Regions from separate parts of the Hordeum vulgare genome. Here region 1 is linked to region 2. A link is a contact called in public Hi-C data. All regions are on one chromosome and are shown on one strand. Each heading gives the region's core, a stretch centred on a gene start, on an enhancer-like site or on the middle of the called end of the contact. The rest is flanking DNA. Distances are from core to core; before and after follow the strand shown. Region 1 holds the start of LOC123401848. Region 2 holds the start of LOC123402522 (nucleobase-ascorbate transporter 6-like).

Region 1 (4,902 bases), core at 45-2,544, 400 kb after region 2:
ACTTCGACATCAACGACGGTAGTGAGAGAAGTGGAGCGGAGCAGTTATGAGCAGATATAAGAGGATGTGAGATGGAGCGGTGTGGACAACGTCGAAGCCGCGCTTATATACCCACAACAAAGGCGAACAGACGAGCACCTCGCTTCAATTCGATGACCGGCGGAAGAAAGCTTCTCAATAGCCGCGTCGATATTGAGGAGGCGCATCCCATTCGTTCCGACGTCGTTTTGACCAACATCAAAACCGTTGAGTCGCGTCTGCCTTGAAGCAGGTTGACCGGCACGAGTGCGCGATAACCATTGCACACGAAGAGGGTGTTGGATGGGACCAAGGCGTCGGACTGTACAATGAAGTCAGTCCGAAAGCCCGCATACCTCCCCTGATTTGCGTCCGGTTGCGGAATTTCGGGCATGTAGATTCGTCTGTGTACCAACGGGCTTCATGTTGGATGGCTTTACAGAGTCCGACTACTATTGCTCCTACTCCTTCTCGTTGTCGGAGGAGATGATGATCTCCTCCTTCTTGAAGGACCTGACTGTCGTGGATGTCGATGGTCTCGTAGGGCGAAGGTGGTGGTGCCATAATCCAGATCTACGACATGTCGACACCGAAAACTAAGTCTCCGGCATCAACGAAGGCGATGAGAGAAGTGAAGCGGAGCGGCTATGAGCGAATATAAGATGGAGCGGTGTGGACAATGCCGAAGCCATGCTTGTATACTCACAACAAAGGCGAACACACGACTACACGAGCACCTCTTCGATTGGACGACCGACCGGAGAAAGCTTCTCGGTCGTCATGTCGACATTGAAGAGGTGCATCCCACTCATTCTGACATCGCTTCGATCGACATCAATACTGTTGAGTCACGTCTGCCTTGAAGCAGGTTGACCGACATGAGTGCGCGGTAACCGTTGCATGCGAAGAGGGTGTTGGATGTGACCAAGATGCTGCACTGTACAGTGAAGTCAGTTTGAAAGCCCGCATACCTCGACTGATTTGCGTCCGGTTGCGGAATTTCGGGCATATAGATTCGTCCGTGTACCGACGGGCTCTTCATGTTGGATGGCTTTACAGAGTCCGGACACGTTGGTCCTGTTATTTGCGGACGTTGAGGGTCCGAGATACCCCGAGCACCCAAAAATGCACTAGTCGTACGTGACTGACAACGTCCGTTCACGTGGTGCTCGCGACGCGAAAGCGAAGCGGTCGAAAACGAACCGTAACTACGTGGCCGGTCACCGGGACGGGATATATACCACCACCACCACGGTACCACCCCGGCAACCGAGCCGTTGCTCTCTCTCCTCTTTATAAAACAGTGGTGCACCACACAGCTCGCCACTTGCTCCCTCGCCCACGTTTCCCCGGCCGGCACAGGCTACGTTGAGCCAGGACCAGGACCCACCCAGCTCTGGTCACGGGGAGCGCGCGTCTGCGGGCGGGCGGGCGGCCGGAGCGAGCGGGGATGGGGAACTGCCAGGCGGCGGAGGTGGCGGCGGCGGTGGTGCAGCACCCGGGCGGGCGGGTGGAGCGGCTCTACTGGTCCGCCCCCGCGGCGGAGGTGATGCGCGCCAACCCGGGCCACTACGTCGCGCTCGTCACGCTCCGGGTCGCCGAGGAGCGCCAGGACGCCGGCGCCCGCCGAACCGTGCGCCTCACCCGCGTCAAGCTCCTCAAGCCCAAGGAGACGCTCCTCCTCGGCCACGTCTACCGCCTCATCACCGCCAACGGTGAGCTCCGACTCGAGCTAGCTACGCTCCTCGTCGTCCTCCTCTGCCCCGCTTCTCCCTGCTGACGCTGACATGTGGCATGGGAAAATGGTGCGTGCAGAGGTGACCAAGGCCGTACAGGCGAGGAAGGAGGAGAAGCTGAGGAAGGCGCGGCAGCAGCTCCAGCAGCTGGAGTCTTCGACGCGGCAGAGCAAACTGCGGCCGGCGGCCGACGGTGACGACGATGACGACGACGACGAGGCCAGCTTGGATGAGAGTCTCGATCAGGTGGTTACATGGACTTGCGCTCTCTTCAATCCAACTACTTTTTTCTCCCTCTCTCTGCCGATGCCGCCATGCACGTTCTCTGCATGATTGATGCGCCTTTTAATCGCCTTCTCTCCAAGGGTTACTAGTTAGTTGTTCCTCGCGATTCTCATGTCTTCCTCAGTTCGTCCACACACAACACTGGGAGGATGAATTTTATCTGCTACTAATTGCCATTAGAATTTTCACAGCTATAAAATCTGCCTAGTTTTCGCAGAAATGGCAGCCCTTAGCTCAATGGAGAGAATCACTTTGGAATAGTATTAGTACCTGACAATTCTCAATCCCCAATTGGCACGCATAAAACAAGATGTGGTCCTGTGGATCCAACTGATTGATGCCATTGTACCGTCCAGAAGGGAGTTTAATGCTTAAAATAGGGGGGGAAGCAGAATGATAAAACAATCATGTATTCATGATGATAAATAAAATAGTAAGGAAGAGTCGCAACTAGTGTCAGGAGCAAAGAATCGTCGTCTGCGAGATCCCTTCTTCTGCTTCCGCTCTGAACCGCGGCAACATGCAGATGTTCCACCTTCTGATTACTCTACTTGATTGCAGTTGGCGCGGCAGGACGGAGGAGACGGCCACCGGAGCTCCGGCGCCCGGCACCGGCAATGGCGGCCCTCGCTGCACAGCATCGACGAGGCCGCGAGCTGATGCCCGGCCATACGTGCACAGCCCTCGGTGGATCTTCTGTATTTTCGGCGTCCACCGGGGCTTCGACAGATTAATCTAGCTCGTGTTCATGGGTTGCTGCCGCCCACGTCTGCGTTGGATCGACACCCCGAGGCGAGCGGGCCGCTTCTGAAGCGACTCCGTCGATCGGAGCGTGTCCTGTGTCGTCTGTACATCTTCAGCGTTTCTCGTCAGGATCTGTTAGTGAGAGTGAGACTGCCTTTTTTTTTATTTTCTTCTCTTTCTCTTGATACGTCTGCACCTGATTAAGATGCATGAAACAAGTTCAGAACACGAGTAGCTAATACATCCATACAAGAGATGACGCCATTGCCTTGTACATCGATCTCGTTCAACGTTCATAGCCTCTGATGGCATCAGACATTCCTCTGTATTTTGTTGTCGCATCTCTTGGTGCCGAGCTCGCAATCATGGGCTCGGTGGTGCCGGCTATGGTTCACCTGCATTCCTGCAAGCGGCAGCTGCAGGTGCAGATGGTGGGATGGAATCAATCGTCTGATGAGAGCCTTTTGGGCTGGAAGCTCGTTGGGCAGATTCGCGTCGGCGCTGCACATTAGTTTAAGCTCCTGCGAAGCGATTTTAAATTTTTTGACGCCCACGATACCTTAGCAAGCTCTGTCTGTTTGGCGCTTTGGCATTTGGCAACGGTGGTTGGTCACATGCTCTCTGTGGGCTGCGATGTGCCGCTGCTGCCCTGAGCAACACAGGAGCTGACATTTCTTGACTGTAGGTTAATGGCCAAGCTGTTAGTTACTCCTGCTCGTCGCTAACCGCAACCCGCGGCGATTGAATACTGGCGTCAGCTACTGTGCTTACCACTAGTTAATGTGGCCGGCACCAAATGGATCCACCCAGCCTCCCATGGCGGGGCAGCGCGGGCCGACCGGGGGTGGGTGACTGGTGAGTTCTTCCCGTATGTGGCAACTTTTGGCCAGTCATCAACGCATCAACCGTAGGTATATGTGGCAGCTTGCCGGTGGTGGCCGCGCGCTTTGTCCATGAAAAGGCCAATTATGCAGGGTAATCATACGCTTTGGATATCGCCTGCAGGCTGACACCTGATCGAGCCCGCGGTCCGCGCCCCGGAGATGAAATCTTCGCTTTACCTTGGATTTAGATTGTGTTTTCTGCACAAAAGCCATGCCATTGCTTGCTTCCACCAGATCGGCTTTCCTTGATCAGAGGAACCCTGAACGAAGCTGGCTGGCTACAGGTTGGAAGAACGATGGATCATGGATGACGGTGGGTTTAGCTCCTGTGCCGTGGACAAGTGCCACCGGTCACCGGGCTTGGCCTGGCATATCGGGCAAGCCATCCCATGCTTGACAACGGAGGACGGAGGACGTACTTGTTGAAGTACAAATCGAGACGGTTGGAGCACGTACGGAGCTACGTATAACAGCAACCTGAGGCTAGAATTGCCATATTTCGGTGGCAAAGGCGTGTGGATCCGGTGTCCTTCTTTCCCTTTCCTCGAACACACGGCACCCTCAAGCGCGTGCCTCAAATTCACGGACTACGCACGAGTTTCCGCGTGTGGCCGACTTGAAGATTGCAGGTCCACGAAAACTCAGACGCGCGCACAGCTCGGGTGACGATTTGTGACACGTAGGCGTGGTAGCACATGATGACATGAATCAATTGCTTCGCGGTTGGATATTGGTTTGGCCTTGAAAAAAGTACAGAACGAACCTTGAACTCGTAGAGGCTAGCGAAATCGAACCTTGAACTGTCAATCCCGGGAATCGACACTCTAAACTCTTTGATCCCGGTCTAATTCGAACCCTGATGTGCTTTGGGGCTGGAAAACGCTCATGTGGCTAGGATTAGCATCATATGTGGGCCAAGGAGGCGAGCTTATTTAACCGCATCGCCGGTTCTAACCGTTATGCGAGTGTGAGACGGAGAAAAGGGGATCGAGAGTTAAGGTTCATCCAGTTCTTGGCGGGGCAGGCGATTTGGGAGTGTGGCGGCGGTGCGGCTCACGGCGGGGAAGAATGTCGTGGTCTAACTGTGAATCTTCCGCGCCTGGCTTTCGAGGAGCTTCTGGGAGAAGGAGGGGCACATAGGCCAGATCTCCGGTGTCATACCGCCAGAATCCGATGGCGTACGAACCGGAGGTGTTGTGCCATTGCAATCCAAGGAGGAAGGCTCCTAGATGGAT
Region 2 (4,880 bases), core at 166-2,665:
TCATTGCATGCACGGCCGGGATCTCCATGCACGCATTTTCCCTAATCAATGCCCACCCTGTGGTACTGCTCCTGCTAAAACCCAGCCAGCGCTTCTCTTTTTGCCGGGAAAACCTCAGCGGTTCGAGGCAGGTTAGCTACTACCGGTAATAAACTACACTGCCCTGGGTTAACGACCACGGGGGGATGGTCAGGACATGCACTTTGCTCGCGGTAAGTATAGTGGACTAGTGGAGCTGTAGTTGGACGATGGCCAGCAGGCGGCAGCAGCAGCATGTGGTGGTCTCTGTAGATTAGATTTGATCCGCACGACGGTGTTTCATTCAGGAATAAATAAATGGGGGAATAATGTACATGCCGTGCCGTGGGGCTGTCTGCGGATTGGATTGCTGCTGCGTGTGAGCCCGTCCGTGACTAATCCAATCATCGCGTAGATGGAGAGAGAGGCTGCCCCGGCGAGGAAAAAGCGAACGAAATGCTGCCGCGGCAGTAAACGGGGGGTGCCGGCAAGGGCGGCAGCAGGCGGATGAGCACAATGATAGGGGGCCGCGGTGCGTACGGCGGCGCTGCTTTGCGTTCGCGTACAGGTCGCCAAAAGCATCATCCCTGTACGCACCTGCGTGCTGTTTTCACATCTCCCGCGGAACAGGACACGGGAAAGTGAAAAGAGGAGGGAGCCCGTCCATCCGGCTCGTACGAGTACGAGTAGTACTAGTACCTCCTCATCATGTATATGTATACAAGGCATTTCCTGCCGAAAACAGGCACAATAATTCAGTCAGTCGACATGGCTTTTACCCTTCTTTTTCCTCTTGTCTTGCATAGCAGCTCCCCAAGGAAAAGCACTGTAGTGCAGTGCATGCACTGCCGTGGCAGTGCTGGGCCGGGCAAGGTGGAAAACCCCTTTCTTCACGCACAATCCATGATGGAACCACGTTCCCAGCCACGCCGCCGACCAGGAAACCCGGGGCGAGTCGAAGAGCCATCCAGCCAGGCAACAAACAACCGGGCCAGGAAACGGGAACGGAAAACCGAATGCCCAAATCTATCCACCACCACTCCAAAAATACGCTTCCCTGAAAGATTTCACCGCGAATGCGGAACTCCCATCCGAGAAGCGGAGAAGCCACGCAGAAGCGTCGTCTCCGCCGAGCACGAGCAGGGGCAGGGGAGAGAGAAGAGGAGTGCTACGTACGTACTAGTACTGGTACAGTGGGATACTTGTAGCTACAGGGGAGATTCGCGGTGGGGCGCAAGGGGCCGCACGCGCAGGACAAGCGGGGGCGTAAATGCGGTTTTGGACCGCTGCGCCGGCGTGCGCGGTGCCGTGAACCGCTCCCTCCCTCCCTCCCTCGTCCTTCCCTCCCCACGCCAAAGGCAAAACCGAGGCAGAGAGAGAGAGAGAGGGGGTAGGGTGACGACGCGGGGCAGAACAAAACAACCGCTTCCTCCTGCCACCCCGCTCTGCACCGCAGCAGCGGCGCGCCGTGCTGGAGCCGCTTTTTTGACCGCTTCCGACGGACCCACCACCCAGCAGCGCAAGCACCACACGCTAGCGGTAGCGTCCTTCCTTGGGAGGAGCCGTGGTACTACTACCATACCATACCACCACCACCACTACCACCACTGGAGGCCGCTGTACCGCTACGCCACTCCCCCACTCCTCACTGCCCCGCTACCGCTCCACGGGCTCGCATTGTGGCTCTGGTTTGAGGTCTCGGGAGGAGGAGGAGGAGGAGCGCGCGTGATCTGAGGCGGGGCGGAGGGGCGCGGGAGAGATGGCCGGAGGCGGGGGCGGGGGCGGGGGCGGGGGCCAGAAGCAGGACGACATGGCGCCGCACCCCGTCAAGGACCAGCTGCCCGGGGTCTCCTACTGCATCACCAGCCCTCCTCCGTGGCGTGAGTGCTCCGCTCCGCTCCCTTCCTCCCTCCCTTCCTCTCGTATCACCGGCGGTTTTCCGGGCGTCCGTTTCGGGGTTTCTCTTCGCGGGGCTGGGTTTTCCCGGTCGCGATGGCGACGGACGGGCTGCTTGCTTGCTTGCTGGTCATGCCGTTGCTCCCGTCGTTTTCGGGGGTGGTGGGTTTCGTGGCCTCGGTGGTTGGTGGATGGGGCTCGCAGATGCGCCTCGCTTTCGCTCGGGCTTGTTGCGCGGCGAGGAACCGCCGCCAGATCTGCCTGCCCGCCTGCCCGCCCGAGCTTTCCTCCCCGGTTTCTCACTCGGATATTCCTCCAAAATAAAAAGCGGGCTGCCTTTTCCGTTTTGTTCCCCCTGCAAGTAGTTTATTAATGCGCTTTAATGAGGTTCCGCGTTGAATATCCTCTGCATAGTTTATCTGTATCCGATAATAATAGCTGACGCTGCAAAGCTTTGACCCGTGTTGATTGATGGCTTGATGCTACTCGACATTCAACAGACAAGGAATTTGCATGATTGTCGGATGGGTGGGGTTTTTTCGATGGATTTTCTTGGTGTTGTTCCCACCTTTGATGTTCAAGTCGCGGTCTGGTTTCTCAATCTACCTTTGATTCTGGCTTCTATTCTCACGAGTTTTCGGGAATCTGGTGCTATATTTGTGATTTTGTACGGTGGTAGTACAAATGAGCCAAGGTTTCATATGAACTCACGCGTTGACTCGTTTCTGCTTTACCGCGTGCACCGGGCGTTCTTTCCGGTTACTATATAAGTATATTGTTGCCGATCTACTATCTTCTTCTATGTTTACTTGGCGTGTTCCGTGCTGTGGTTCCAGTGAATTCCTAGGCACTGACCGTGTCGGTAGGTGGTTCCAAACCGGAGGTCCGTGTCCACCCATCGTTGTCACACTCAGCTGCATTCATGCTCCAGATACTTGGCAGGGCGTTTTCATTTCCATTTTCTGCCTTCTGCGTTATCAGACATTCTTTGTTTGTTTTAGATAGATAGTAGTAGCTTGTTTCCAAGCAGCTTTGTTTAAGTTAATGCAGGGATGTACCGGCTTGCTCTGTGTACGGGCGCTTCAGTACAAATAGTACTGCCGGTAATAAGTATGATCCATTTTGTAGAAGATCGAATTCTTGTTTGGTTATGAGTCACTTGTCTGTGTCTGAGTCTGAACCGAGTCAAATAAACATGTAAAGCTGACACTGCAAATAAAGAGTCACATTATTTTGTTATATCCTAATCTTCTTTATGCATTTAATGCGCGCCCTTCCTGAACTTAGTTCTGTACGCATCAGGACCGGGGGGGGGGGGGTGTTAATGACAGTCCTTTTATGTCTTGAACTCTTGCTCATTACATGGGAGAGTTGTAAGGTTGAACTCTGCATGGAAAAATGATGAACAAGAAGTCCTTGTTCAAACTGGATGATGTGGTCATATCGGCAGTTATATTTTTGTATGCATTTCTTCAAAGTTTGATCAACAAAATATGTTTTGCTTCTTATCTTTTTGCTAGCCTGCCTTGCGAAGTATGTCTACAGAAAGCAGGAAAATTTAACTATTGAAATAGTTTATCTATACACTTCCACTATATTCTGTGTAACTTATATGACTTGGTTCTGAAATTTGATTATGAAATCTTACATAATGCAGCGGAGGCCATTCTTCTTGGCTTTCAGCATTATCTGGTCATGCTTGGAACTACTGTTATCATACCTACTGCACTTGTTCCACAGATGGGAGGGAACAATGTAAGGCTACACTAGATTACCAAGTGGTGTTGCTTTGGACTGAATCTGTTGATTGATGACTAATGGTGTTTCAACTTTGCTAGGAGGACAAGGCAGTTGTTATCCAGACATTGCTGTTTGTGGCTGGAATCAACACCCTTCTACAGAGTTTCTTTGGTACCCGATTGCCTGCGGTGATTGGTGGATCATACACCTTTGTTCTGCCTACCATTTCGATCATACTCGCAGGGCGCTACACGAACGAACCAGACCCGCACACTGTATGTTGAAAAGGCTGATAATTCTACCTGCTTCCCAGTAATCTTTTCCTAAATATAGACTAATGAATCACCTGGATTTTATTTTTGAAGAAATTCCTCAAAATCATGCGTGGAACGCAAGGTGCTTTGATCGTTGCTTCTGCACTACAGATCATAGTTGGCTTCAGTGGCCTTTGGCGCAATGTTGCAAGGTAGGAAGATGAACACCGCATAATTGTTATTTCTCAACTAAATTGCTGTTCCATATGCACTGAAGCAAGAAGTGTTCTAGCAGGAGTAGCTTTCAATCTCACGAATATACTGATTTTTGTTTCAGATATCTCAGTCCACTGTCAGCTGCTCCTTTGATAGCGTTAGTTGGCTTTGGACTGTATGAGCTGGGTTTTCCATCGGTAAGATCTGAGCATTGTGTTTCTACTCGATACTTGTTTAATCATACATACTTATGTTTGAACAACAAATATACAGGTTGCTAAATGTGTTGAGATTGGTCTGCCTGAACTAATCCTTTTGGTGATATTCGCCATGGTTCGACTCAATTCCTATGCACTCAATATTTTTAACCTTTTGTTATGCAGCATAACTTTGTGCTCCAGCTGCATTTTTATGCCCCACCCCTCACCCTTTCATTTTTTGCAGTACCTGCCGCATACCATCCACATGATGAAGTCGATCTTCGACCGTTTTGCTGTTCTCTTCACTATTCCCATAGTGTGGCTCTATGCATATCTTCTGACGGTTGGAGGAGCTTACAGGAATGTATCACCAAAGACCCAATTTCATTGCCGCACTGACCGCTCTGGACTAATTGGTGGTGCTCCCTGGTATTATTATGAATTTTTGAAGATACGCTTCTTCCATTTGTACCAACCTTGCTGTTTAGTAACACAAATGCCTCCGCTTCTTGTACTACAATGACAGGATAAGAGTGCCATATCCTTTTCAGTGGGG

What was found. Hi-C and Micro-C count contacts between places; a contact is called where the count stands out from the background.
Region 1: a Hi-C map of leaf shows a contact between it and region 2, with 6 times the contacts expected there. The contact joins the promoter of LOC123401848 here to the promoter of LOC123402522 in region 2. A contact is called at or near these places in 4 of 6 Hi-C or Micro-C datasets (leaf and seedling).

What each region holds. Positions count from the first base shown.
Region 1 is chr6H:509,368,656-509,373,557 of MorexV3_pseudomolecules_assembly, forward strand. LOC123401848 reads left to right here and starts at 1,295. Exons shown (of 3, transcript XM_045095706.1): 1 at 1,295-1,733; 2 at 1,834-2,000; 3 at 2,601-3,057. The coding sequence starts at 1,469. The coding sequence ends at 2,699.
Region 2 is chr6H:508,967,256-508,972,135 of MorexV3_pseudomolecules_assembly, forward strand. LOC123402522 (nucleobase-ascorbate transporter 6-like) reads left to right here and starts at 1,416. Exons shown (of 14, transcript XM_045096442.1): 1 at 1,416-1,898; 2 at 3,572-3,669; 3 at 3,753-3,929; 4 at 4,020-4,120; 5 at 4,246-4,321; 6 at 4,398-4,457; 7 at 4,569-4,753; 8 at 4,851-4,880. The coding sequence starts at 1,778.